2 separate regions of the Capsicum annuum genome follow, and region 1 is linked to region 2. The links are chromatin contacts, called in public Hi-C maps. All regions are on one chromosome and are shown on one strand. The core of a region is the stretch at or near the end of the contact, and the rest is flanking DNA. Distances in the headings are between cores, read along the strand shown.

Evidence for each region. A called contact is a pair of places that touch in the nucleus more often than the background predicts.
Region 1: a Hi-C map of placenta shows a contact between it and region 2, with 5 times the contacts expected there. The contact joins the promoter of LOC107878148 here to the enhancer-like site in region 2. A contact is called at or near these places in 3 of 5 Hi-C or Micro-C datasets (leaf and placenta).

What each region holds. Positions count from the first base shown.
Region 1 is chr7:163,594,145-163,597,775 of UCD10Xv1.1, forward strand. LOC107878148 (scarecrow-like transcription factor PAT1) reads left to right here and starts at 1,617. Exons shown (of 2, transcript XM_016725054.2): 1 at 1,617-1,863; 2 at 3,374-3,631. The coding sequence starts at 3,595.
Region 2 is chr7:163,502,873-163,506,781 of UCD10Xv1.1, forward strand. No RefSeq gene overlaps it. Among protein-coding and RNA genes, the nearest start is that of LOC124885803, 72 kb to the right of the region's middle. Within about 2 kb of position 1,484, at least 2 of the 5 cell types and tissues checked have an H3K27ac peak or open chromatin away from gene starts, as enhancers often do.

The DNA of each region.
Region 1 (3,631 bases), core at 367-2,866, 91 kb after region 2:
GTCGATCATTTTGCCCCTTGATTTTTGACTTATTTTTAATAGTAAAATCTACTCTAAATAAGCTCAAAATTGTAACATAAATTTCAACAATAATAAAAAAGAAATTCGAGTCGTGGTTTTGTTAAAACAATAAAAAGTAACATCAAGTCTAGTAAATTCATTTTACAACAATGATAATTTGTCAAAATTTTGTCAAATAGGAGGAGAAGAAGGGAGAGTAGGAAAAACATAGAAGGAGATTAGCTTATTTGAAATTACCTGTACTTTGAGTACTAATTAAACTTTTAAGAAGAGGAGAAAAAACATTGAACAAGCAGCTTGTTTGAAATCATCTGTACCTTAGGTAAAACATTATGTGAAATTTTATAAAATAATTAAAATTCGTCACCCGTAAAATCTATTAAAAAATTTCCATCAAAAAGGACCATTTCAATGCTAAAACTGAAATTTCTGATTAATGGTGTGATTCCTATATATCTATTCTGACACAATTCTTAATGGTCTTTAATTAACTATCAATTTTGGAATGAAAAATCATAAAATAAAAGTTAAAGTGTTATTAAATAGCTAGGTTAGTAGCTTCATTGATTTAATAAACACTGTAATTGTGCTAAATTGCCAACCGTTAATGACTAATAAGGTATTTGTCTAGCATTTATTTGTGAGTATAATATGTATAATTAAAATCAAGGTACATAAGGCATTTAACCATAAGCCAAACTCTTAATCTAGTCTAGACCCTAATGTTCATTATAATCATATGGACAAATACAATTAGCTCACAATTTCTTTAAACATTGTGCAATTCTATTACAATCAATAAATGAAATTTTTTATCTGGTATTCAAAATTATTGATTTATTTAATACAAATTCATCAATTCATGTTACTATTTAATGTTTCAAATACATTATTAATATATTATTAATAAAACAAATTCAAATACACTATTAATAAAACAAATTTTTTCAGTTTGATTAAGTGACAAACTTGAGTGCAATATCTCAATGATGACGATCTCTCAACAAGAGAAAATAAGATCTGTTTATAGTTTAGCTGATGGTAGAAGTAAAACCACACTAAGCCAATAACTTTCGAAAGAAAACAACAACATTAAGACAACAACAATAAAATATGAAAAAAATAAAGTATGTCTTAGGGATAAAAATATAATCTTATATAATATTATTATATTATCAGTTTAACCATTAATTAAAATTTTAAAACCCAAAATTGGATCGAGAGCCCAATAAAAAAGTTTACAAAAATTATTAACTCAATAATCTAATACTAATAAATCAATAACACTTTTTTTTATTCGATTTATCGATTGAACTAATTTTTGCATACCTATAATCTCGTGTATTTTGAGTATCATACACTTTTTTCATAGTCATTATTCTTTTTTAAGTATGCTCGTTTATATTTTCGATTAGTATTTTGTGTTAGACTTCTACTAACCTTACCCTTTCACTTCAGAAGGTAATGATAAGATCTAAGCACGCCTCTCGACTCAATTTATAAAATTACACTGAAGTGTTGTCAAATAGTACCTTGCACTTGCCCATGCCCACTAGTTATTGCTTATAGAGCCTTTTAGACCCACTAGATCAATTAATAACAAAACCATAGTGGCATTCTTGTGTTTTTCCTAAACAATAAGGTCTTAATAATAATCATGATCTTTTTATAATACTTAAATTCACAGATTTTTTTTTTTTATCTTCATAGGGTCCTCTGCTCTTTCTTCCCCTTTCTCTATCATCAGCATAAATAAATAAACTGTTCTTTGAGTTGTAATAAAGAAACAACATATTGCAAAACAAAAACAAAAACAAAAAATTGGGATTCTTCAGTTTTAAGGTTGGTATACCAACTTACTAAATTCATAGTAATATGTAACTTCAGTTACTGTTTATAAATTCTTTGTGGTTGCTTCTAAGCTTCTTTGCTATATTATCCCATTTCACTTCTTTTTCTTTCTTTCTTTAATGTGATAAAGTTGAAATCTTTTTGATATTCTTGATTCAATTTGAGGATCTTTTTTTCTTTTGAGAAAAATCCAAAAATTTATGTTCAACTTGGTTATTGGTTATCTGATAGATCTACTAAAGGTAGAATTTTTATACTTACAATTTGTATTTTAATTCATTTAGCTGAGATTTTTTCTCTTGTTTTTGTAAATATTGTGGATTCTTGAGAAAATGAAGCTCTTTTTTGAAGTTGGGTTTAATCAAGAATGTGACAAAGTTTGTTTATACTGTTATTTTGGAATTTATGGCAGTTGAAATGAAAGACTGAGTTTCAGTTTTTAAATTGAACTGATAAAAACATATTAAAGAAAGAAATTAAACTCTTGCTTTTAGTAGTAATTTATTAAGAAGGTTGTAGATACATGGACCATTTTATCTGGTTCATGTTCTGCTCAATCTTTCTTGCTGCATTCAGTGTACTTTTTTTTTTTTTTTTTTTTTATAATTTATATCCGTGGTGTCCGGGCCAGCTTAGCTTATTTTTGTACTTTGTTAGAATGGCTTATTTAATAAGAGCAGTTTTCTCTTTACTTTCAATTTTTTGGTTAGATCACTTGCTTCTTTCATTTTTTTCTACTCCTTTTTTAGTTTTCAATTTCAATTGAAGTAGTTTATGTTCTTGATTAAAGCCATTGATTTTCATCCATGGTAGATTTTCTTTTTCCTTTTTTTCTTTTTTTGAAATATCAAATTCTTGACCTTTTTGCTAATTGAGATTATAGTGGATCTTTGTCTAGGACTTCTGGTGTAACTAGTTTTTTTTGCTTTCAAGGTAAACAGATTGGACTAACTTGAAGTTTATCCATGTTTTAACCACTAGAAAATTCTGAGGATATGTCACTGAGTATATTGGTCACTGATCCTTTTCTTACAATGAATATAAATTTAGTTTAAATATGTATTTTTTTTAAAAAAAATCAATAGTATAAATTAGATGAAGTAACATAATCTATAGAAGTAGTAGGTAAGTTCAGTAGTATATTTTGATCAGTGGCCAGCTCAGTTGGTAATACAGATTTACATTTTTTTTTTTTTGTTGAGGTGTATTTGATTCTGCAAGCATTCATCATTTTTCGGTTTTCCTTTACGTGATCTGTTGCTTCATAGGATTGATCTGAGATAGTGGTAACTAGATTTGAGGTTGGTTTAAAGTAGATAAAGCATAATGTGTAGTTGCTGCAGTAATCTCACTCAATGCTACATAGTAGAAGTAATGGCATAACACTTTAAAGTCTTTAACAAGCTGCAATATAGATGTTGAATAGCGCATATTAGTTCCTTACTCTGACTTTATATTCCACTGCTTCTTCTCCAACAAATACTATATGTATAATGTGTAGGTTGTCATGGTTTGCTGCTAGAGTTTGTCCTTCCCTTTCCGAATTCCGAACGCTGCTCAGCTTTTGAGGTTGGTTCACTGTGAAGATTAAAATCACTCCACTGCGGCACCATGAAACTTTGTAAGATGTATAATCCTTGACACCAAATAAACGTGCACACCAAATAGGTACCAGACTGCATAGGGCATATATTGACAAGACAGGAACAATCTTAATTTGCAATGCAAGCATCACGACGCAGAAGAACAGCTATGTCTA
Region 2 (3,909 bases), core at 234-2,733:
TTTTAATGTAATGGGTTAACCATAATTTTTTATGGATAAATATTTATGGAATAAAAGTCATTATATTGGAAGTACAAATATACCATGTATTGTTGTTGTATAAATATAATTTATGATAAAGTTAGATGATTATTATTATTATATTTTTGATATAATTTATGAGAAAAATATTCATGGTATATCTCATTATGTCGGAAGTATTTTTCTTGTTAAAAAGTTATTTATTAAATACAAATATATAGTTTCAGTATTACATGGTATAAATTTTTTATATCTAAAATATACCACATACGTTTATGGTATAAATAATTTATATGATATAAATATAATTTTTATGGTATAAATATATCATGTATTTTTATGATAAAAATATAATTTGTATAATATATAAATATACCATGAATTTTTATGGTATAAATATATCATATATTTGTATGAAGATATCGTGAAAGCCGGCAATAAAAATAAAAAATCCAAAATTTTGATATAGTATATAAAAAATAAATGAACAATGGCTTTCATAAAATTAGGCAATAAATAAGAAATATGAGAATTTAATATATAATTATTTTTCTATATATTAGAATCTATTGTAAAATAAAATATGTTATATGCTATATTTGACAACCAACTAATACAGTTATGTATAAGTAATAATTTTTTTAAAATGACTATTTATGTTGTTGTTTTTTTTTATTTATCAGATCAATTTGGAATAACGAAAAATTGATATTGTGCACTATTTATTTGATTAATATTAATAAAAATGATAGGAATTTTATGCAGTTTTATAAAAATAAGTCGTGGTATTATATAATTTTTTTTTTAAATAACAGAATAAAATAGTCCTAATAGGTAGACAGAAAGAGTATTTTAGGCCCAATAGACATAAAGGGCCTTTTAGGCTCAATAGATAGAAGGAAACATTATTACACTATTTCACATAGTTAAAGGATATTTTAGACCCTTTTCTGTTTAATAAATATAAAATTTATGCTAAAACTACTAAATTCAATTGATCTCAATATTTAAACAATTAACTCCCAGACATTGTAGATTTTGAATTGAGAGAATGAATATTGAAATGTATTATAACTCTATACCTGTGTATTTTCTTGTATACAAACATATTGTAGATAGACTCCTTCACTAATCCAATACTTTGCTTGTGGGGTTTATGAGAATTCATTAATTTTTCCTCAAATTCAGTATATATATTAAAATATTTATTAAATATTTATAAAAATTTAACTTTAAATTCAATTATTATCATATCTATATTAATTAAAAATTATTATAAAATTCATGAACTTCAAATTACCAAACCTGTAATTTGAATGTGACAGGGAACTTGGAGAAAGAGTGGAGAATTACTTTTTTGATAAGGTCTTCATCGTCATGTGAGTTACAGGGTCCCATGCATATTGTAAATGGCTTTCCACGGTGGTGGGGAGCTAATATATACCAAAAGTCTTTGTTCTCATGTTTGAAGTTTGAACTATTGAATTGTTTATTGTAAAAACATAAACATAAACTAGTTGCACACGCGTGCGCAGACAGACACTAATAATATACATAATATAAAGTAGTATTTAAATTATATTTTTAACATATACTAACTTCTATTATTATGCGCATGCCATTCAATGACTTGGCACCCTTCCAAAATAATATATCCCTCCAAAATAATCAAGATAAAAAGTACACTACGGAACAAACAATTTTGTTTTTTTTGAAAAAAGAAAAATTGTCTAAGAAACACACCTCTTCTGGAAACATTATTGCTCATACATGCATGTTATTTTTTAAAAATAAAAAATTAAAACGAAAATTCACATTTCATATTTTTCTTATAATAAGGGCCTAAAAAGATTCAAGAGGGCAACCACCCCCAAATTGATCCTATTTTTTGTCTTTTCTTTACACATTATCACAGTAGTTTTGATAAGGAGGAGCCGTGGAAGACATTGATTTTTTTTTTTTTCCAAAAAAAACAGAGAGGGTAAAGATGATAAATAAGTTCATGATTAAATATAGGAGTTTTGTGGTTTTGTTTCCTTTCTTTTTCTTTTTTCTACATAGGAGAAAGAAAAATAAGAAAAAAGAACACGAGATCTTATTAATAGTATTATAAAAACAGGATATCAGATTACGATATGCATTTGAGATCTTCGCAATTAAAAAATATGAATATTATATTTGAACTATTTGTTTGGAAACACAAGGAGTTGAATGAAGAGATGAGACTATCAAAAGTTGTCATGATGTGATAGATAGAAATCTTTTAGGAGTATCTTTTATTAGAGTTCACAATCTAGCTTTGCAAAAAAAAAAAATCTTCCATCTTTTATTGGACTTTCCAATTGAATTTTGAAAAGAAAAAAATCACGATAACAAGCACTTCATTTATAAAGTGGATGGTAAAAATAGTGGATAATTTATATGTCGTGCAATAACAACTCAATGAGTGAAACTCCCTTCACAGAGTCAAAATAGAGGAAATTCTTACATCCTGTTAGGAGGGCGGACGTATCCCTACTCTACTATTATTGTTCCTTTACATGTACTCCCACCATCCGTCTTAAATTTTTTAATTTGTTATCTCATTTTATTTATTTTTTTTACTTTGTCAAGATAAAATAAATTTTTTTTTCATTATACTCTTAGTATCATTAAGAGTACACCATTAAGAATACAAATGGTGTTTTGGTATTAGTCATCCATTAATATTGGAACTAACAACAAGACACAATTAAGAGAGGGAAAATGATAAAGTTATATTGTCCATCATTATTTTCTTAATAGCTGTGTCATCCTAATTTGAAACCGATAAAATAAAACGAAGGAAGTACTTATTAGTTACAACTCTATTTGTAATTCTAACAAAGAGCATTTTCTTATTATTTTACATGACATAAATTTAAATTAATTCAAATTTTAAAGTCAATGTCAAACGTGGGATGAATGAAAACAAAAATTAGACAAAAAGATAAAGAGGGCTTGTTGTTGTTTAAGATAAGACTTTGTGGGGCCATGAGATAAACACTTCTTTGGTAAGTAGGGAGACAGAGGAAACAACATTCCATTTTTTTATTTATGCTTTTATATCTTTGCTAACGGAATAAATCTTCAAGAGGGGAAATGGGGAATCCCTTGCGTGATTACATGCAAATTAATTAATGAATAAAATACATAATCTCACATCAGATAGCAAAGTTAGGAACTTAACTAATCACATTTTTTTTCAAGTAGATAGAGACAATTATGAACATGACATTACTTAATTACCCTTAAGTTATTTTCAGTTTAATAAATAAAAGCTTATTTAAAAGAAAAACAAACTGCGAGCTTTATAGCTGATTTTATTAGAAATTCGATATGCCCATTAGGATTCCTAGTTAAATATTATTAATCCAGTATGTGTAGGAGTTTTATAGTTTGATTTGTATTATATCACGCGTCTCAGTGTACTTGTATATACAATAAATATAACTGATGATTTATACTGGCTCCTTTGAGCCTTGAGTAATCTGTTTCATGGTATCAGAGTCAGGTTGACGAAGAGCAACAAATGCTCGAGGAGGAGAAGACAATGATGAAGACGATATGGATAAACAACACCCTCTCTGGAGGCTTTCCCGAGTTAGTATTCCCGTATGCTACACTGTCTTGTCCTTCAGTAATCTCCCAATCCTTCTCTCCTTCTGATCCTCTTGTGGTCACGTCACCTTTATTCCCATTACAGCTACCTACTTAATCTAGGCCTTGTGTGGCCTCGTCTAACTTTCAAGTCACTCAACCTCCTCGTCTTGTTGCTTCTTCAACCTCTGCAACTCTACAACCATCTATTGACCCCATGAATGAGTCACACTCTGAAGATCTTTCACCATCAATACCTACCTCATAATT